Regions from separate parts of the Zea mays genome. Here regions 1 and 3 are each linked to region 2. A link is a contact called in public Hi-C data. All regions are on one chromosome and are shown on one strand. Each heading gives the region's core, a stretch centred on a gene start, on an enhancer-like site or on the middle of the called end of the contact. The rest is flanking DNA. Distances are from core to core; before and after follow the strand shown.

Region 1 (2,832 bases), core at 53-2,552, 160 kb after region 2:
AATTCTGTCCAATCAGACCTAGATTAAAAAAGTGCTAAGAGTTAAAGCTGCTACTAAACAATTTAAGCATTTTAATTTATAATTGAGCAGGCAGCACACTTTGGATTCCACTGGAGCCGACACCACACTACCATTCCAATAATTATGTCTCCAAAACCATGTGCAAATCCACAAAGCAACATGTAAAATACAAATGTTAACGAGCAGATATCCTGGCAGCTACCAGAAAACATTTTTACCTAGAGTTGTCTTTTGTCTACAGAATTCGTTTGTTAACCTTGGTGGCTAGTAAATGTGATGAAACCATGAAAGAACACATGGACCACCTCCAAAATCCAGTGAACTCTGGTGCTCTTGAACTTGAACAAAATGGCTGAATACCTTACTATCTTAGCAGCTTTAACGAGAGAGGGAAAAAAAAAGGACAACCAACTGTTTTTTTCTAATATTATGTTAAGAAAGCCGCTAGGATTGTCAGCATATGTTCCCAAATGCTACTGCTACACCGCGCATGGAACAACCATTTCAGCTTGAACAAATAATTATGATGGGCGACATTGGGCAGCCATTGATCCAACACGCTTTCCTACACAAACAGCTCTTGACTTTATGGTAGCCCAACATGGACAGCTAAGATTCCATTCCAATCGCTAAACTCTCACGACTCTGCTAAAAAAATGAGAACGCAATATGGATCGAGATGCCTCCGGCGGTGGGGCCCGCGCGTCAGCCTGACGCGGGAAGTCAAGGTGGCGACTGGCGAGCTGAGAAAGGGAAGAGTTTGGGGGAGGTCGGGAGGACAGGAGAATATTGGGATCGGCGAGGAAGAATTAGTGGTACCAGGAGGAGATGAAGAGGACGAGCGCGCAGGCCCTGGCGCCGCCGGGCCGCAGCACGGACCCGCAGCAGAAGCAGCGACTGGCGGCGGCGGCCACCGCCTGTCCCACGAACACCAGCGCGAGCGCGGCGCCGCCCAGCGCCGTGGCGGCGTCCGTGCGGTACACGCAGTAGGTCCACTCCTGCCTCTCGTCCGTCTCCAGCCTCGCCTGTGGAACCGGGACGGCAAACAGGGAGAAGAGTGGTGGCGGCGCCCGCGTCAGAGAACGGGAGAAAGAAAAAGCAGGCAGGGAAGAAAGACGGCGGCAGTAGGAATGTACCGAGGGGCGGCTCTGCACCGCGCCGATGGCGAGGCCGAAGGCGACGAGGTCGACGAGCAGGATGGCGGCCAGCACCTTGGTTGAGCCGGCCATTGGGTGCGATCTCCGAAAAGGCGGGGACCGGGCAAGGCGCAAGACTTTGGGTTGGTGATGGTCTTGGATTTCAGACGTGCGGAGCGCGTGTTCTCGCGGATGCTTTCGCAGTTTGGCTTCTTGGCTCGGGGACAAATGCGAAGCAAGAGCTTGTGCGCGTTGAGCCGTTGACTGATATGGTCGCAGCTAGGACTGGGCTCGGTTAATCGAAATTTTTTTGGTTTTTTTTATAGTTCGGTTTTGAATAATGTAAACCAAAATTCTCAATAGAGAAGAGAAAACCGGTCATTCAGTTAGCCACACAATTCGGTTCAGTTTTCGGTTTAACCGAAAAAACCGAGATTTAAAAACAAGGGGCGATCTGTGTCCTGTGGCTGTGACGGTTATAGATGTCCAATAAGCACGAGGCCCGCGAGCCCGGCACGAAGCCCGTTGTTTGGGCCCGGTTCTATGCGGGTCCGGGCCGGCCCGACACGAATAAGCGGGCCGGGCTCGGACAAGAAACTAGGCACGGCGGGCTAGCCCGGCACGGCCCGTTTAGCTCCAAGCCCGTTAAGCCCGCTTTTTTATACTAAAACGTGCTTACCGGCCCGCATAGCCCGCTTTTCGGCCCGCTTTTTTCGTGCTAAACGGGCCGTCCGGCCCGTTTAGGCCCGCTGCGGGCCGGGCTCGGACAAGAAATTAAGACCGCGTGCCTAGACGGCCCGGCCCGGTTTTCTAATCGTGCCTGGCGGGCCGGGCCCAAAACGGGCCGGGCTTCACCGGGCCCGGGACGGACCGGGCCGGGCGGCCCATTTGGACATCTCTAGTGACGGTGTGGCCTGTCACGGTGCCACCTGGGAGGCTGGGACTGGGAGCTGGCCAACTCCTAGCAGACACATCAAACTGGCCAAGTTAGCTCAGTACTCAGCAAAGCATATGAACTTCTTCGGTTCTCACTTTCTTAGTCTCGGCCTCTCGGGTGCTCAGCCCATCAGTCGGCCAACTAAGGTCTTGTTCGGTTAGCTCTCAATCCATGTGGATTGGATGAGTTTAAATTTCAAGAAGTCAAACTCATTCTTAATTTTTTCAATCTCATCAAATTCATGGGTAACGGGATTAACCGAACAAGACCTAATGGGTTAAGGGGGTGTCAGTGGGAAAATCTTCCGACCGGGTGACAGAATGCACCCGCCTTAATCCTAAGATGAGGAGGGGGCCTAAGCGCTTGTCTGTTTGGTGAATTTCGGATAAACACAAGAACACTCGAGGGTTTATAGTGGTTCAGGCCGCTGGAGCGTAATACCCTACATCCACTGTCTGTAAGTTGTATTGAGTGTGTCCCTTGTAACGCTGTGTCCCCTCCCTTTTATAGTTTAAGGGAGGTACATACAAGGATGCTGAGCTCCGACATGCGGGCCCAGGAGCATAATGAAAGGAATACATTATGTGAATAATTAATGCTGACAGCACACATGAGTAGAGGCGTATAGGTGGAGCCGTTCAGATTCCCTCTGTCTTAGTAACACATGAGTAATCAACGGAAGTCATGATGACTGCAGTCCATGCAACATTGATAGGCAGTAACCCTTTAGGCCTTGTT
Region 2 (2,789 bases), core at 276-2,775:
CTGCACTGACTGTCGCGTGCCCATGGCTAGTTGTTGCGAGCCCTTGGTCGGCCATTGCCTTCCCTTCATCGACCACCTCTACATTGATCGGCACGCTATGCCCCTCTCATCATCTCAGTGGATTCATCTGTATGGGGGGACAAGACATTGAAACAGAAGCAAGATTCGTGTGGAGAACATATACAAATGGTGGGAGGGCTCTTTACAAAATATACGCAAGCCAAAGCTAGCGGAGCCATTATTTTTGTTTTTATCATTGTAACAAAAATGAAAGAAGTGCTTTAAGGCAATATTATTTTAAAAAACAATCTTAGTATGATTTCTGTAAATAATAATGAAGTCAGAGCAAAGCCACCTCCGAGAAGCCCTACTAAAAGGGCCTTAGAACTAGCCGCCTTCTATAAGCCCTACTAAAAGGGGCCTTAGAACTAACCGATTTTTAATCCTCTAGCTCATCCTTTGAAAACAAAAAAATATCATCAATGGAGACACAAAATCCATATATGCCCAACACTCAACAAATCACAACTATCATGACCTGACTTTCATTGTCTCCTCAAAACACACATTAATTTACAACAACCTAACATTATCTTTAATCACCAAAACCAAACTAGAGAACTAGATGTTTTCATGGTTATAAAATAAACTGCTTTTTTCTCTTTATCTCCCTTACCAGGTGTTAAACGCAACCCCCCCCCCCCCCTCCACTCATTTGGAAAGTGAACAACCAAAAAACTGGATCCAAAACACTACAGAGGAAAATTTTGAAGAAATAAAAAAATGAGCAGAATAGCTCAACCTATATCAAAGAAAAATTGAAGAAATTTAGAAACGTCGGCGGAATCAATTGTACCCGGAACGAATCCAATCCATCCCATTCCAATCAAATAGCTTCATAGATCTCACATGCAGGAACATGAAACCAGTCGGCATCATCGCCCGCTCCTCCATCGATGTATTCCTATGCGAGCGCGGGAGCGAGTAGCAGACTCGGCTTTAGCGGATGGAGAACATCCGCCACATTCAGGGGACGTCAGTGTCGTCCACTAAGATAGAGGAGGCTTTAGCGCGTGCTGCTTGAGGCGTAGAGTAGTTCTCCATCCACTACATTTATCAAACAAAACACTACAGTTGTTGTTAGAGACAATCTTAAGCCATATTTAAGCCTCCACCGTAGAAACGCCCCACCCCATCTTCATTATCCTTTAGGTGAGAAATGGCTCCAACAACACCCCAAGCCTCACCCGATGTGATGGAGAGTCTGCTCCCCCGTAAATATGGAAACCTCTAATCTCCCTCTACTCTTTAATTATTCTATTTCTTTGTGATATTAATGTTTTTAAGTACCATAACCTAATAACAATGTATATTATAATAGTACGAATAGTCTATGATTTCTCAAACTTCAAAACTGATAAAAAAAATATCAAGTAACTAAATTATAATGTATAGAAAAAGCTAGATAGGGTGAATAGTTGAAGACATCCTGAAGCGATATCTTTTAGTGTGATGTGAGGTGGGCCGTGGCATACCTTACGACCCACCAGTCGACCAAGGCCCAAGAAAAAAACTGATATGTACGTATTTATGAACTTAAATGCTAAATCTATAATTTCATGTACTATTCTTATTTTTATGTGCTGAATTATACACCAAATTATTATGAATTATACTATTTTTTTATGAAAAAATTCTTACGACATACCTCATGAGAAAAATCCTAGCTACGCCACTAAGCCGTGCATTATATAGCACCAAGGAACTGCCTGGAAGATTTGTATACCTTCAGTTACACTATTTATACAACATTCATGTTTTTTGCAACCAGAAGATGCTTCAATATATGGCGCCTCTGTACATAGGGCTACATAGTTGAATTGCACGGCTATTATGTGATATACAATCTTAACTCAGATTTAGGCATGCGGTCACTGATTCCATGTGACACGAGCATACAACCTGAAAGGCAGACAGCCCAGGAACTGAAACAGCACAACTACATTCCCCCTACGGCCTATGTTGTTATTGTACATTCATAATACGGACTATTCCTACGACAATGAAACATGTGATTTCGGGGGATGCGGAGAACAAGAAACTAGGGACAAAAGAAAGAATAAAATCACTGTTAGCTCCCAAAGCCCACTGCAGGCCAGCCTCTGGCATCCATTTGTTGCGCCCTGGCCAGGTGATGAGCAACACCTGTGTGTGCTTCGGCTGCAAAGAGGTCAGCTAATCTGTACAGGGCGCCTCTTCCCACTTCTATGATAGCCGACATCTTTCGATGACTTCAGTCACAGCTGAATGCGTTTCCCTTGTCATCATGTTGAGCTGCAGATGAAATGACTGCAGGAGACCAAGATGGTCAGGTAAATTACGAGCAAAACTAGCTATAAGGTTGTCGCGGGAAGGAAGATCGGGAAAACAACCAAGACATTTTTTAATCTAGAGCAGTCGCATACTATGTAGACGTAGTAAACATGCCAGAAAACGAACAAATATATACAACGTACATAAAGAATAGGGATTAGCATCTATGGACATGACAAATTACTGGCTCCCAGAAAAATGGTAGTTCATGTATCTCTCTCGAACGTTGCTTGAGACAGTACATTCAGAAATTATGGAAACATACCACAAATTTCTCTAGCACTGGTACAAGAACTTTCAAGTTGTTGTCCGGAAGGCAACTAGAAATGGCTCCTCGAACCTTCATACTGTGGCAGCAAACATCAGTTCATAAGCTGACGGCAGTGGGGTGGGGCTCACATTAAAATTATAACTAA
Region 3 (2,700 bases), core at 43-2,542, 160 kb before region 2:
GGGAAATTTTTGGGGTGGTTGAGTTCAGCAGAAAAACGAAATACCATCATGGAAGTGTGGTGCTTGACATGTGCGGGCTGTGCAAGAATGCACCAACGTTAAGGCCTTAAGCGAGGTAAGTAAGCACGGAGGCCGTGTTTCAAGCGCAAGCACAGAGGCAATTCCACAAGGCTACCATATCGTCGTCAGGACACGACTAAGGTTCATTTCTTCAGGTATACCCTACCCGCAATCAGAAATAGATGCAGGAACCAACAACCAGGAGGACTACCTGGCAGGCCAGAGATTTGCACTCCATCAGCTGTCCAACTCAAAACCCACATAATCTGCATCGCGGCAACAAGGGCACAGGTGCACCGCCCGACACTTGCAGGTCAAGCAACAGGTTCGAGTGACGAAAAGGTGCCTTCCTACTCTGCATGGACCTGTCATGACCTTAGCCATATGATGGTAATATGAAGAGTTAGTAGGTCGATTTTTTGGGCCTGTGTACTATTTCATGTTAGATTTGGCCTATGTACTGAACCTATATATGTATGTATGTGTGTTGCCTATCAAACATGAACAAACAAATTACTCCTTATCTCTTCTTCCTCCCTTCTCTGCTTGAGGCTGCGCCACCGTGCTCTACCGCCGTGTGTGACACCGGCAAAGCCTTCTAGGTGCCTTCTAGTTACCTCACGGACCGTGCAGGATCAAACCCTAGACATGGAGCAAGCAAGCAGAGCTACCAGCAGCGTGGAGGCAGCAGACGTGCCTAGCCTCGGAAAACCCTAGAAAGAACAGCTCTGATTTTGGTCGCTAACTGAACCGTCCATGTCAAAGTTGCTAATCCATGTTTTTTGTTGCTAATCTATTGAGGAAGAAATCAAACAAAAAGGCTGGAATCAGCCGCACCTGCGCCCGCGGGCCGCCGCACCCCCAACAGCACCCAGGGGCGGGCCCAGTAAAGAACATGGGTGTAACAGCCCGATAATTTTTGCAAAGCAATCGAAGTTAGTAGGCACAATCCATGCATATACAAGATTCAGATCCGAATACTATGTTAGGGTTTGGGGGCACGGCTTCGCACAGCAGGAAGGGAGAAGGGGAGGGCGTAGTAAGTTAGGGTTTCGGCGCACGGCTTCGCACAGCAGGAAGGGGAGACCAAGGGGAGGGCTTACCTGGTGGTGCTCGTCGCCGGAAAAGGGGCCGAAGTAGCGCGGCAGCGACGGCCGGTGCAGTCGTCGGTGGGAGCTGGGTTGCGCGCACGCTTGCGGTGATGATTGATGAAGAAGACAAGGCAGGCTAGGGTCGCAGCATATAGGAGACAGCTACAGCCTACAGGCAGGTCGGGTGGCTAGTGCCTAGTGACAGTTTTTTTTTTTTGAACAGCCCAATGACATTTTTAGTGGGGTGTTTGGTTTTTCGAAGTTTAGTTGTCATCCTTTTAAATATTTGAATATTAATTATAAATATTAAATATAATCTTAATTAGGTTTAATAAGTTTCTCTATTTTTTAGTCTTCATCTTTATAATTAGTTTTATAATTAGATTATATTTAATACATATAATTATTATTTAAACATATGATGTGACAGAGACTAAAATTTAAGACCTGTTTGATTCAATGCTAAAATTCAGCCTCATCACATCAGGTGATTAAATACTAGTTAGAAATATTAAATATAGTCTAATTACAAACTAATTCCACGTATAAGAACTAAACGGTAAGTCGAGTCTATTAACATGATTAGTTTATGATTCATTCATGTGATGCTACAATAAACATTTGCTAATTATAGATTAGTTAGGCTTAATAAATTTGTCTTGTTATTTAGTCGTCGTCTATAATTAGTTTATAATTAGAATATATTTAATATACGTAATTAATATTTAAATATTTAATGTGACGTGAACTAAACTTTACTTAGGAAAATCAAACACTCAGTTAGTCAGACGGAACTAAACACCACCATTTGGTTGGTCTGGTTGGAGATTTGCCAGAAAAGTGTTTTTATCGGACCAAGCAAGTCGGCACCCATTTGGTTGGAGGCCTATGTACATAAAAAGGCTAGTTAATTTTTACTGCTCATAAAACTACTCCCTCCATTCCATTGTCTTATATGTGGTCTACCATATAATTTTAAAACGATTAATTGATAATAAGTTTTAGAATGGTTTAATAGAAAATATCTATAATGTTTGTTTTTTAATTTGTCTCAAAGTCTGTTTAAATCAATTAGAGAGTATGGTTGAGGGCCATTTCTCTTTCAATCTCTCTTTTTGGTGATTGATGCCAACACAAATCAAAATAAATATGAAGTGTAGAAATGTAACTAGTTTGCAATTTTGATAAGAGTGTATAAGTTACTGAAATGAAAGAAGTTCTAAGAACATATGTATGTTTTTGACATAGTTAAAATTTTAGACCACATTTGCCCCACTTAGCTTGATTTTGCAATTCTTCTGATAAAATCTTTTCAAATTCATTTGCAATTGGCCTAATCTATGAGAATCAAAATTTCAAAATCATATCTAATATTTGAAAGATTCTCTCCTTTTTTCAAATGATTTTCCTTTCGCCAAATGAAAGCTCCCCTGAATAAACTTTCCCCTTTGGCATAGACAAGTTTTGCTTCTCTTAGCTCCCATGAATAAACTTTCCCCTTTAGCATAAATAAGTTTTGCTCCTCTTAGCTATCCAGAGAGTTTTCACA

What was found. Hi-C and Micro-C count contacts between places; a contact is called where the count stands out from the background.
Region 1: a Hi-C map of tassel shows a contact between it and region 2, with 2.0 times the contacts expected there. The contact joins the promoter of LOC100284779 here to the enhancer-like site in region 2. A contact is called at or near these places in 2 of 25 Hi-C or Micro-C datasets (bundle sheath and tassel).
Region 3: a contact with region 2 is called in a Hi-C map of ear, with 2.3 times the contacts expected there. The contact joins the promoter of LOC100282775 here to the enhancer-like site in region 2. A contact is called at or near these places in 3 of 25 Hi-C or Micro-C datasets (ear, endosperm and tassel).

The regions. Positions count from the first base shown.
Region 1 is chr1:233,101,507-233,104,338 of Zm-B73-REFERENCE-NAM-5.0, forward strand. It overlaps LOC100284779, which reads right to left and starts at 1,303. Exons shown (of 3, transcript NM_001157674.2): 1 at 1,158-1,303; 2 at 841-1,046. The coding sequence starts at 1,250.
Region 2 is chr1:232,940,311-232,943,099 of Zm-B73-REFERENCE-NAM-5.0, forward strand. LOC103643407 reads right to left here. Exons shown (of 13, transcript XM_008666580.4): 12 at 2,639-2,720; 13 at 1,816-2,349. The coding sequence ends at 2,266. Among protein-coding and RNA genes, the nearest start is that of LOC103643407, 16 kb to the right of the region's middle. Within about 2 kb of position 1,526, at least 9 of the 20 cell types and tissues checked have an H3K27ac peak or open chromatin away from gene starts, as enhancers often do. A contact at or near this core is called in ear and tassel, where this site is marked.
Region 3 is chr1:232,775,583-232,778,282 of Zm-B73-REFERENCE-NAM-5.0, forward strand. LOC100282775 reads right to left here and starts at 1,293. Exons shown (of 2, transcript NM_001155681.2): 1 at 1,164-1,293.